3 separate regions of the Gossypium hirsutum genome follow, and all the other regions are linked to region 1. The links are chromatin contacts, called in public Hi-C maps. All regions are on one chromosome and are shown on one strand. Each heading gives the region's core, a stretch centred on a gene start, on an enhancer-like site or on the middle of the called end of the contact. The rest is flanking DNA. Distances are from core to core; before and after follow the strand shown.

Evidence for each region. A called contact is a pair of places that touch in the nucleus more often than the background predicts.
Region 2: a Hi-C map of leaf shows a contact between it and region 1, with 2.1 times the contacts expected there. The contact joins the enhancer-like site here to the promoter of LOC107960006 in region 1. A contact is called at or near these places in 19 of 34 Hi-C or Micro-C datasets (anther, callus, cotyledon and 5 more).
Region 3: a contact with region 1 is called in a Hi-C map of leaf, with 2.7 times the contacts expected there. The contact joins the enhancer-like site here to the promoter of LOC107960006 in region 1. A contact is called at or near these places in 13 of 34 Hi-C or Micro-C datasets (anther, fibers, hypocotyl and 2 more).

Annotation. Positions count from the first base shown.
Region 1 is chrA05:78,968,464-78,971,679 of Gossypium_hirsutum_v2.1, forward strand. LOC107960006 (phosphoinositide phospholipase C 2) reads left to right here and starts at 1,667. Exons shown (of 9, transcript XM_016896202.2): 1 at 1,667-2,140; 2 at 2,597-2,793; 3 at 2,953-3,088; 4 at 3,165-3,216. The coding sequence starts at 1,844.
Region 2 is chrA05:78,920,179-78,923,394 of Gossypium_hirsutum_v2.1, forward strand. No RefSeq gene overlaps it. Among protein-coding and RNA genes, the nearest start is that of LOC107960005, 31 kb to the left of the region's middle. Within about 2 kb of position 1,438, at least 8 of the 9 cell types and tissues checked have an H3K27ac peak or open chromatin away from gene starts, as enhancers often do. A contact at or near this core is called in cotyledon, fibers, hypocotyl and 1 more, where this site is marked.
Region 3 is chrA05:79,015,441-79,018,656 of Gossypium_hirsutum_v2.1, forward strand. No RefSeq gene overlaps it. Among protein-coding and RNA genes, the nearest start is that of LOC107960007, 25 kb to the left of the region's middle. Within about 2 kb of position 1,516, at least 8 of the 9 cell types and tissues checked have an H3K27ac peak or open chromatin away from gene starts, as enhancers often do. A contact at or near this core is called in fibers, hypocotyl and leaf, where this site is marked.

The DNA.
Region 1 (3,216 bases), core at 417-2,916:
CCTCTTATTTGTTTAAAGCTTATTCCTTTAGATGTTTATGCATCTTGAGTGTAGTGTCGGAAGCAGCTCGATCTTGAGAAGTGGAGGATGGGTTTTGAAGCTTGGAAGGAAGAGGAAGCCAATGGGATCACTGCTATTCTGACCTCAACATCACTCTCATTGTCGCTTGCATTGCATGATGGTAACATATTCAACGTTGACTGCTTCCGACTGAAACTGTGTGAAAAATATGTTCATAACTGATATTCATACATTTCTCTACTTGTATCTATATAACCCTTGTATTGATATGACCAAGTGTAATTGCTTAATAACTTGAATATTTAGAACATCATAATTATATCTAATCATATATTACTTTCATATTGCATACAACAAGTACTTGATAAGAAAAAATAATTGTTGAACTGATTATTATTATTATAATATATTTCCAAAATTTCAAATACATTTTAAGAGCTTTAGAGTGAGTGCTTTCAAAATTGCGGGTTTCTACTAAATTGTTTGGTTGTAATGAAATTGAAAAAGTTGACTAAAAGATCTTAAATGATTTTGAAAAAGAAAATACCGACAATAAGAAGTTAATGTGACAACTGTTAGCTGTTTCTTTCGATCTGTCGTGTTTTGTGTGTAGGTGTTAGATTTTATGAGTCCTGTAAATATGTTAAAAATTTAAATAAAGATAAGATATGAATTTATTGACTAACAACTTTGAATTTACAATAATAATAAAAAAAGATATGTTGCACAAAGCATGAAAAAAGAAATATAAAAAAGCGAAAGGATAATAATTCCCAGCAACGGTATATCCCTCCAAAAAGAAGACCAAAGACATGACAAATTATATTCTATAAATCTGAAATTAAAAAGTTTTCAATTTGATTTTAATATAAATCCTTTCTTTACTTGCCTAAGATAGAGACACAGAAGAGTGATAACTGTAAACATCACCATTTTCCCTGCATTGTGATTGGAGTAGAATAAACCCTTTACTTTTCACATTTGACTTTTGGCAGTCCCACCATAGTAAAATAAATTAAATTTTGTTCATTTAATTTAGAAAAAGTTATAAAATGATCCTTAAATTATTTAAAATTTTTTATTTAAATTATTCAGTTGTTAAAATCGTTGTTGTATGACTTTTTTATTCATACTGTTTATACTAATTGAAAGCTCTTATTCTCCCTCTTTTTTACAATTCAATTTTTTTTTGAAACATCTTTAAACCTTATAAATTTACGAATCAAAATCTTAACAACTTTATTCTTTAATCTCCAACAGTAACTATGAGATCGACTTGGATCTAAGAAATATTTTTTTACTTGTCATTGGATATTGATCTATCTTATCATTTATCGAATTATCATTTGGAGCTCATTAGTCAAATTTAATATATATATATATATCAACTCAATAACTCAAATAAAAAATTTTAAATAATTTACTGATTTAAATAAAAATTTTCAAATAAATTATTAACTATGTTATAATTTTTAAAATTAACCAAAATATAATTTTATTAATAATTTAATTATCTTATGTGCAATTTCCCCTAGAGATAAAATGATCCTTTCAGACGTAAAAAACTATGCTCATGCAATAAAATACAGGCAGCTCGGGGTCCACATGTTTAACTATGTGAGTGCGACCCGCTTTCACATATTGGTCCCATCCCATCACATCCCCTGAAGTGTCGTAAACCATCTTTACTGGAAATGAAACTCATCATCGTCTTCAAGAAGTTGAAACAGCAAGAAACCTGCACTTAAAAAACTAAACAAAATCAGACAGTCTAGATTTGCTGGTTCCCAGTTGTATATTTGGGAATTGTAAGAAAAAACAAATGTCCAAACAAACTTACAGGGTTTGTTTCTGCTTCCAGAGGAGGTTTAGGCTGGCAGTTTCAGAGGCACCAGAGGATATCAAGAAACTGTTCGAACAATACTCCGAGAATGGGATAATGACCATTGATGGGCTGCAGAGGTTCTTGGTCGAGGTTCAGAAAGAAGATAAGGCTACCAGAGAAGATGCTCAGAAGATTATTGATAGTGTTAAACATTTTCATAGAAAGGGTGTAAACCTCGAAGCTTTTTTTAAGTACCTCTTTGGTGATATTAATCCTCCTCTTGCTTCTCTTGGGGTAATCATATTTCTCTCTCTCTTTGGATTGCCCTTTGTCCTTTTTAGGTTTATTAATTGGGCTTTGAATGCTTCCGTCCAAATTAGTTGATTTGTGTTTTTGTTTGGATGCTGTGAAAATTTTGGGAGCAAAGTGGAACATTTTTATACGTGATTTGAAGTTTGTTCCCTCTTTGAGTTTTCACCTTTACTAAAAAAGGATAATTTGCTTACCCTTATTGTTTCTAGTTGGAAACTTTGGTGTTGGGTTCTATGGGATTTAAATGAAACTAATACCTATTTTCAGCTCAGCAAGCTGTAATGTCTAGTGACTGGATTAGTAGCTTTGAAGAAGGTCCTGTGATGATACCGATCCGTGCGAAAAGTTGGGGCCAACTCACTTTCTTGTTTGATTGCTAAAGCAAATTGTTTTAGTTTTCTTCTTTTTGTGCTATCATGTTCATTTGTTTTATTTCAGGTTCACCATGATATGAGTGCTCCTTTGTCACATTATTTCATATATACTGGTCACAATTCTTACCTTACTGGGAACCAACTCAGTAGTGAGTGCAGTGATGTCCCCATCATAAATGCTCTTAAGAGAGGTGTGCGGGTGATAGAATTGGATATATGGCCGAATTCGACGAAAGATGATGTCGATGTTCTTCATGGAGGGTATGTTCTTCAACTGCAAAGAGTTACTTGAATGGATCTATCCTTGATAATTTTACGCAACTTGTCATACTTACATTGCAATATTTTGGTATGTTTCGAAGGAGCAGTCCATGTCTGTCCCCCGCTTCCGAGAGAATAACAAATGTTTCCTTCATGTAGGACATTGACTACTCCGGTGGAACTCATCAAGTGTTTGAGGTCTATTAAAGAGTATGCTTTTGTAGCCTCAGAATATCCGGTTGTCATAACTCTGGAAGATCACCTTACGCCAAAGCTTCAGGCTAAAGTTGCTGAGGTAAGTCTCAGTCCTTCTGATGTGGATTTAATTGTCTGATATTCCGATAATTTACGCTTCTATGACTAACTTCTAGATGGTCACTCAAACATTTGGAGAGATCTTGTTTTCTCCTGGCCCGGAATGCT
Region 2 (3,216 bases), core at 188-2,687, 49 kb before region 1:
TTCATGAAATTTGGAAAAGTAAACTTGTTTTCATTCCTACAAACGTACCCTATATACACATGGCTTCTACTGTTAACCACTGAATTATAACAATATACCTACTAAACAGTTTTAACCTCTACAACTACTATTTTGTTTGTAACTCCCTAAACTACTAATTGATTTTAACAAATTCTTCAACTATAAACTTTGTTAATTATGATATTTTAATATTCACCTATCTACTCCACTTTCGAGACCCGCAAAAGTTGTCGAAGTTTACAAAAATATGAAACTGATAATGGTTTAGTAAGGATGTTCGCCACTTGGTCACAAGAGGGTACTTTGCCGACGATAAGAGATCAATCGCCAACCTTCTCACAAACAAAAAATAGATCAAGATCTACATGTTTAAACTTTGAATAATCGCTCCGAAATTGCTTAATGTCTTTCCCAAATTGAGTTTTTACCATATTCTGAAATTGACTAAAACACTCAACAGCTTGAGATTTGAGTTGAATAAGAAATATCCATGTAAACTTACTGAAAACATCAACAAATGAGATATAATACCAACTATTACCACAGTTAACTACTGTTGGTCCCCATAAATCTAACACAACCAATTCAAATGGAACAATATATACTGTAGTTGAACTCAAAAATGGCAACTTGTGAGACTTTCCCTTTTGACAAGCAAAACATACATGATCAAATTTATTTTTATTCGCAACAATATTACATGTCTTTAAAACTGAGCTAACAACACAAGCTGAAGGATGTCCTAGACGACGATGCCAAACTTCAAATATTTCATCACTCAAAGAATCCAACACTAAGATGATATTATGTGTGCACGGAGTCATATGAGCAGCATTTTTGATTACCGGTGAGAACCTATAAAGCCCATCATGAGTGTGGCCCGGCAATAAAACGTCCTGAGAATCACACAGTGAAACAGGTGAAACTATAAAAAAAACATTATTCTCTCGAGCAAATTGTGAGGCGGATAGCAAATTTTTTCGAATAGTTGGCACATGTAAGACATTAAATAAATGAAGCAATTTATTTTGAGTAGCTAACGTAGAACGACCCACATACTCGATTTTAGCATTCGTACCATCAGCTATTAAAAGTGCAATATTACCTGAATACGGAGTGGATTTATCTAATGCCGATGCGTCTTTAGACACATGATGAGTTACTCCCGAGTCAGAATACCAAAAATCTATATTATTATTTTTCACGAGTGAAGGAATATACGGCTCCTCGGACCTAAATGCTTTAGTTCCAAATTTTGATCCAACACCATAACCGGATGAATTTGCACTGGTCTCACTTCCATTTGAAAACTCAAGCCCAGTAACATCAAGAATTTGTGAAAGACCGAATCATGATGAGGACTACATAAGTGGGCCTTGAACGAATGGTCCCACACCGGCATCATGATTCGGACCTTGGAAAACTCTCGCTGTAAGTTTTGTAGATCAATTGCGACACACTCCATTTCCTACATGCGGCCTATTTCCATTTAAACTTCTTGGCTGCCTATTTCCATTAAAGCCTTGTGGATGTCTATATCCATTACCACTTTGTGGCCTAATTGCCGATGGCCCACTTCCATTGTGACCATATAATCCAAACCTTAAAGACCCAAAACTCATATGGTTAACAAATAGACTAGGGTCTTGAAAGCATACCATATTTTCCATTAGGGTTATACCGTTCATGTGTGGCAGCAGCCAAAGGCGAGCCAAAATCCGTACCAGTGGTCAAGCTAGCAATCAGACGCCTTTCATGATTAAGCCACTGGTCCATTGTCACCGAAGAACTCTCAAATGGTCCATTATCCTTTAGATCTGCAACGAACCTTATTGTTTCATCAACAGGGTTCTATTCGTAGGTTTCTAGAGAAGACACCAACATCGAAGGTCCATCATGACGCTGGTCGAACCTTTAGTAGCATCATTGCGCTAAATGGCCACTCCTTCCATAGAGCTAACATTGTACTCGTCCGTATGCACTCTTTTCACGGCTATCGGAGATCACTCGTTTGCCCCTCATCGTGGAATCCATGGACAGGAATGATGAGCTAACATCATGGCTCAGCATGTTTTCTTGAATAGAGGTTTCTGTCACCATCCTCTACTGTCAGCTTTTGTGCTCTAATAAGATGTCTACTAGTCACCGCAACGGGAAAGGCTTCAATGAGAAAGAGGCTAGAGTGACCGTCGCATCAAACTCCAGCGAGAGCTTCGCAAGAATGAATTCTAGTTTTTTCGATTCAAACACTAAATGCCTAGAAGCTTCTAACAGTGCACAAGTATTATGGATTTTTGAAACATATTCTTTGATTGTGTGAAATCCTTTCTTGATTAAACTTAATTCGTGTTGAGTTTAGACACTTTTGCTCTCGATGCGACCACAAACATTCGATTTGCAATCTCCCACACATCGCTAGCCTAGTGAATCCTTGTAAAACACGATAAAAGAGAGTTGTTAATCATGGACAAGAGCTACGAAGCAAGTAATTTGTCCTACTGCTGAAACACTATAAAATCAGGGTTTAAACACATTTTCCTTTCTTGATCTAGGATAAAATGTGGAGGTACTGGAATAGATCCAGTCACATAGCCGGTAAGACTATAACCCTCAAGTATTAATTTCAAATGTTGTTGCCATTATACAAAATTATTATCTTCTAACCTTATCCTTTCATGACGAGGAAAATTCTGAATAATACAAGATCTCACGGACTCGAAATGGCACAAAACTACAAGACTCAGAGTAGGAGTGGACGAGATCGGAGGCACGCTATTGGAAGCAAAATTTGATTCAATAGACATTGTGTTAATCGTAACGGAAGGCGCCTAAGATCATGCAAAAGATACCATGAAATGACTGAACTATTCTTAAAGAAATCAAAGGAAAATAGAACAATAATAGAAACTGGAATATAAAAAACAAAGAAGGTAAACTCAATTTGCTATTATTTCAATTCATGAAATCTGGAAAACTAAACTTGTTTTCATTCCTGTAGATGTACCCTATATATACATGGCTTTTATTGTTAACCACTGAAGTATAACAGTATACTTGTTAAATAGTTTTAACCTCTACAACTGCTATTCTATTTGTAACACCTTAAACTACAAAGTAATTTTAACAACTTCTTCAACTAAAAACTTTGTTAATTCTGATTTTCTAATATATGTCCTCACAAACACCGATTGAGCC
Region 3 (3,216 bases), core at 266-2,765, 47 kb after region 1:
TATATTATACTAATAAATACTAAATCTTCTAGAAAGAAAATATATTTTTGTTTAACTTGACTTGCAAGCAATCTCTTAGAATTTGGGTCACACAATTCTAACATGGAGAAAGGCCTAATTTGGAAGGTTGGTACTGGTACTAGTATTTCAATTAGAAATGATATATGGATTCCAGATTTTAGGAGTTTAAGGCTATCGACCGTTAATGGTGATTTGCGTGTTGATAGTTGCTGAGCTAATCAATAATAATGAAAGAAATTGGAATAGAGAACTGATAGCCAATACCTTCCCAGAAGAAGTAGCTGAACTGATCCTTCATATCCCTTTGGCGATGGAACCTCATAGTGATTTTCTGGCTTGGACCGGAGAACCTTCAGGAGAGTATACAGTTCGGAGCGCCTACAAACTATTACAAAGTGGGGATCCTAGAGCTTATGCTGTACAGAACGTCTATAGTGGTTTTTACAAAAAAAACTTTGGTGCCTAGATCTACCTACTAAGATTAAAATTACAATTTGGAAAATTACCTGGAACTATCTGCCTACTCGGGTAAACATGCAACTTAGGAGACTAGCAAACAACACAACATGCTCTCGATGTGGTGTGGAAGTAGAAACAATGGATCACCTATTTCGCAAATGCTATGTGTCAGTGGCAGTGTGGGAAACACTGCCTGTATTTAATTTTACACAGTGGACAAACCTAGAGTTTGAGTAGTGGCTTACCTAAGTGTTTGACTCTCTCTCATGATCAGTGTAGAATTTTCTGTAGTGCGCTTTGGGTCATTTGTGGAGACCGAAACGCTCGGATACATGAAAACACAAACAGACCAGGTCAGGAGATAGCAAAATATGTTCCAAGTTACCTACAAGAACTTAAGGGGGCTGGTAGAAATACCCATATTACTCCTAATGTTGAAATTAAGTGGACTCATCCATCTGGGTAGGCTGTTAAAATAAATTTTGACGGGGATTTTAACGAGAGGAATCACCAATCGGCGTCAGGAATTGTGGTCAGAGACAGTAAGGGCCTCGTTATCATTTCTTGTTCAGAACTCCACAGAGGGGTGGCTTCTCTTCTTGCTACGGAAGCTCTAGCTTGTCGAAGGGCTACCCAGATTGGCCTCGAAATGCAAAGATCAGAAGCCATTATAGAAGGTGATTCACTATCGATAATAAAGAAATGCAAGGAAATAAAGCTAGATAAATCGCAAATAGGGGCTTACATTCACGATATTCAAGAGATGAAGTCTAGAGCCCGTAAGTTAAGATTTGAGTATATCCCAAGATCAGCGAATGGTCTAGCCCATATTTTAACAACAGAATCGCTGAAGAGGAAAGAAGAGATGTATCTGATTGAAAGTTTACCAAGTTATGCAGAAGGTCTGATGAGAAGGGAGAGGGTAAAAGAACCAGATCGAAGAAATAAAGAGAAGGAAGAAAGGGGAAGAGTCTCAAAACAAAACAGATCAGTAGTCTTTGTGATAAGACCCCCTTGGGAACTGACGTCGCCATTAAAGATAGAAGTGACAGATGAGATGGAAAGTCAGGCGTCAGAATATCTGATTGGGCAAGTAGGCAGTGGCTTAAATGAGTTCTTTAGATTTTTCTCTTAGAAGTAGATCTGTTTTTTTTTTCTTGTTAATGATTTATTTAGTTTCTTTTCAAAGTGGATTGGTTTTTTCACGGGCCAAATTTTGTCTTGGGCCTACTTTTAAGTTTAGCTTGTTTTCTGTAAACTTTTTTGATCTATTTTAAAGCCCAATCTGATTATGATTCAAAAATAAAATAAAATCTATGGTTAAGATTAAAACATTATTCTAATTTTAAATATGCCTTTGTTTTTATATTTCCTTTTCCTTTTTATCTTCTTCCTCAACCATTAATTAAGATACTAACAAAAAAATTGTAAGTGCAAACAAAAAAAAAATCTCACCAGTTTCCACTAGGACAATGGAGAAATTCATCACTTAATCTTTATTTACCTTCTTTTACTATTTAAACTAATTTTTTTCATGAGTATGAAATTTCTAATTAAATTATTTAATTCTCATTATCATGGATGAAGTTAGAAATTCTTTTTAGAGGAACGAAATTAGTTTATAATTTTTATTATAGTAAAAATGTAATTTTAACATTTTAATAGTCTATATTTTTATAATTTTTAAAGGATTAAATCAAGATTTTATTATTTTTAAGAGAGTAAAGTGTAATTTTCTCTTTACTAATTTAAAATTTTAAAAATTTTAAAGAGTCAAAATGAAAAAGTTTTTGTGAAAATAAAATAAAATAAAATAAAATAAAACAAAATAAAGAACATACAGATTTTACGTGGAAACCCTTTCGGGAAAAAAAACCACAGGCAGAGGAAAAGAAAATTCACTATGTTGAATTCGAATGAAATACAAGAGGAATAGACTATGTCTATTTATAAGCTTCTAAAGCCATATTATAATAATATTGAAACACCTTATTCTAATCAATATAAAATAGATGGAGTTTAATAAAGTTTAAAAAACCTTATTCTAAAATAAAATAAAAGAAGTGTAGTTTTATATGAATTTTACTTTTATTTTATTTTACCACTATATTTTATTTAAATAATGATTCAGGTCATTTAATTCTAACAGTTTTCATTTTAAGAGGTTGCTGCTTTTAATCCATATTATTTTTTCACAAATGCTATTCTAAACGTATTTAAACATTGAAAATGAAATGTAGCCCAAAAATAATCATAAGTTGAAAAACCATTGTGTATTTAAATTTTAAATTTCACCTATCATATAATTCCTTCTTCCATTAAATGGATGCATTTCTTTTTCTTTTTTCTTTTATAATTGATTTGCAAAATATCTATGAGGTGAGAATTAACCTATTGAATGCTAATGGTGAAAAAAGAAGATAAATATAGATTAAAAATGAACTTGTCTCCATTATTTTGGAAGGTGGAAGAAATTTTTTTTATCAGTAGTTAACAAACTTGGATGCTCATTTATGGATTTTTTTTAATGAAAATTTTAATCTCTTAATTAATTGTTGAAGATGAAGATGGCCAAATGGAAAAAGAAATATAAAAATAAGGTATATTTTAATTAAATAATATTTTAATCTTAATATAATATTTGGTACATTATCAATGAAAATTTTAGAATCTATAAGTAAGGTTAATGGTTGACAAATATTATATAATAAAATAGTAAAATATTAAAAAAATAAG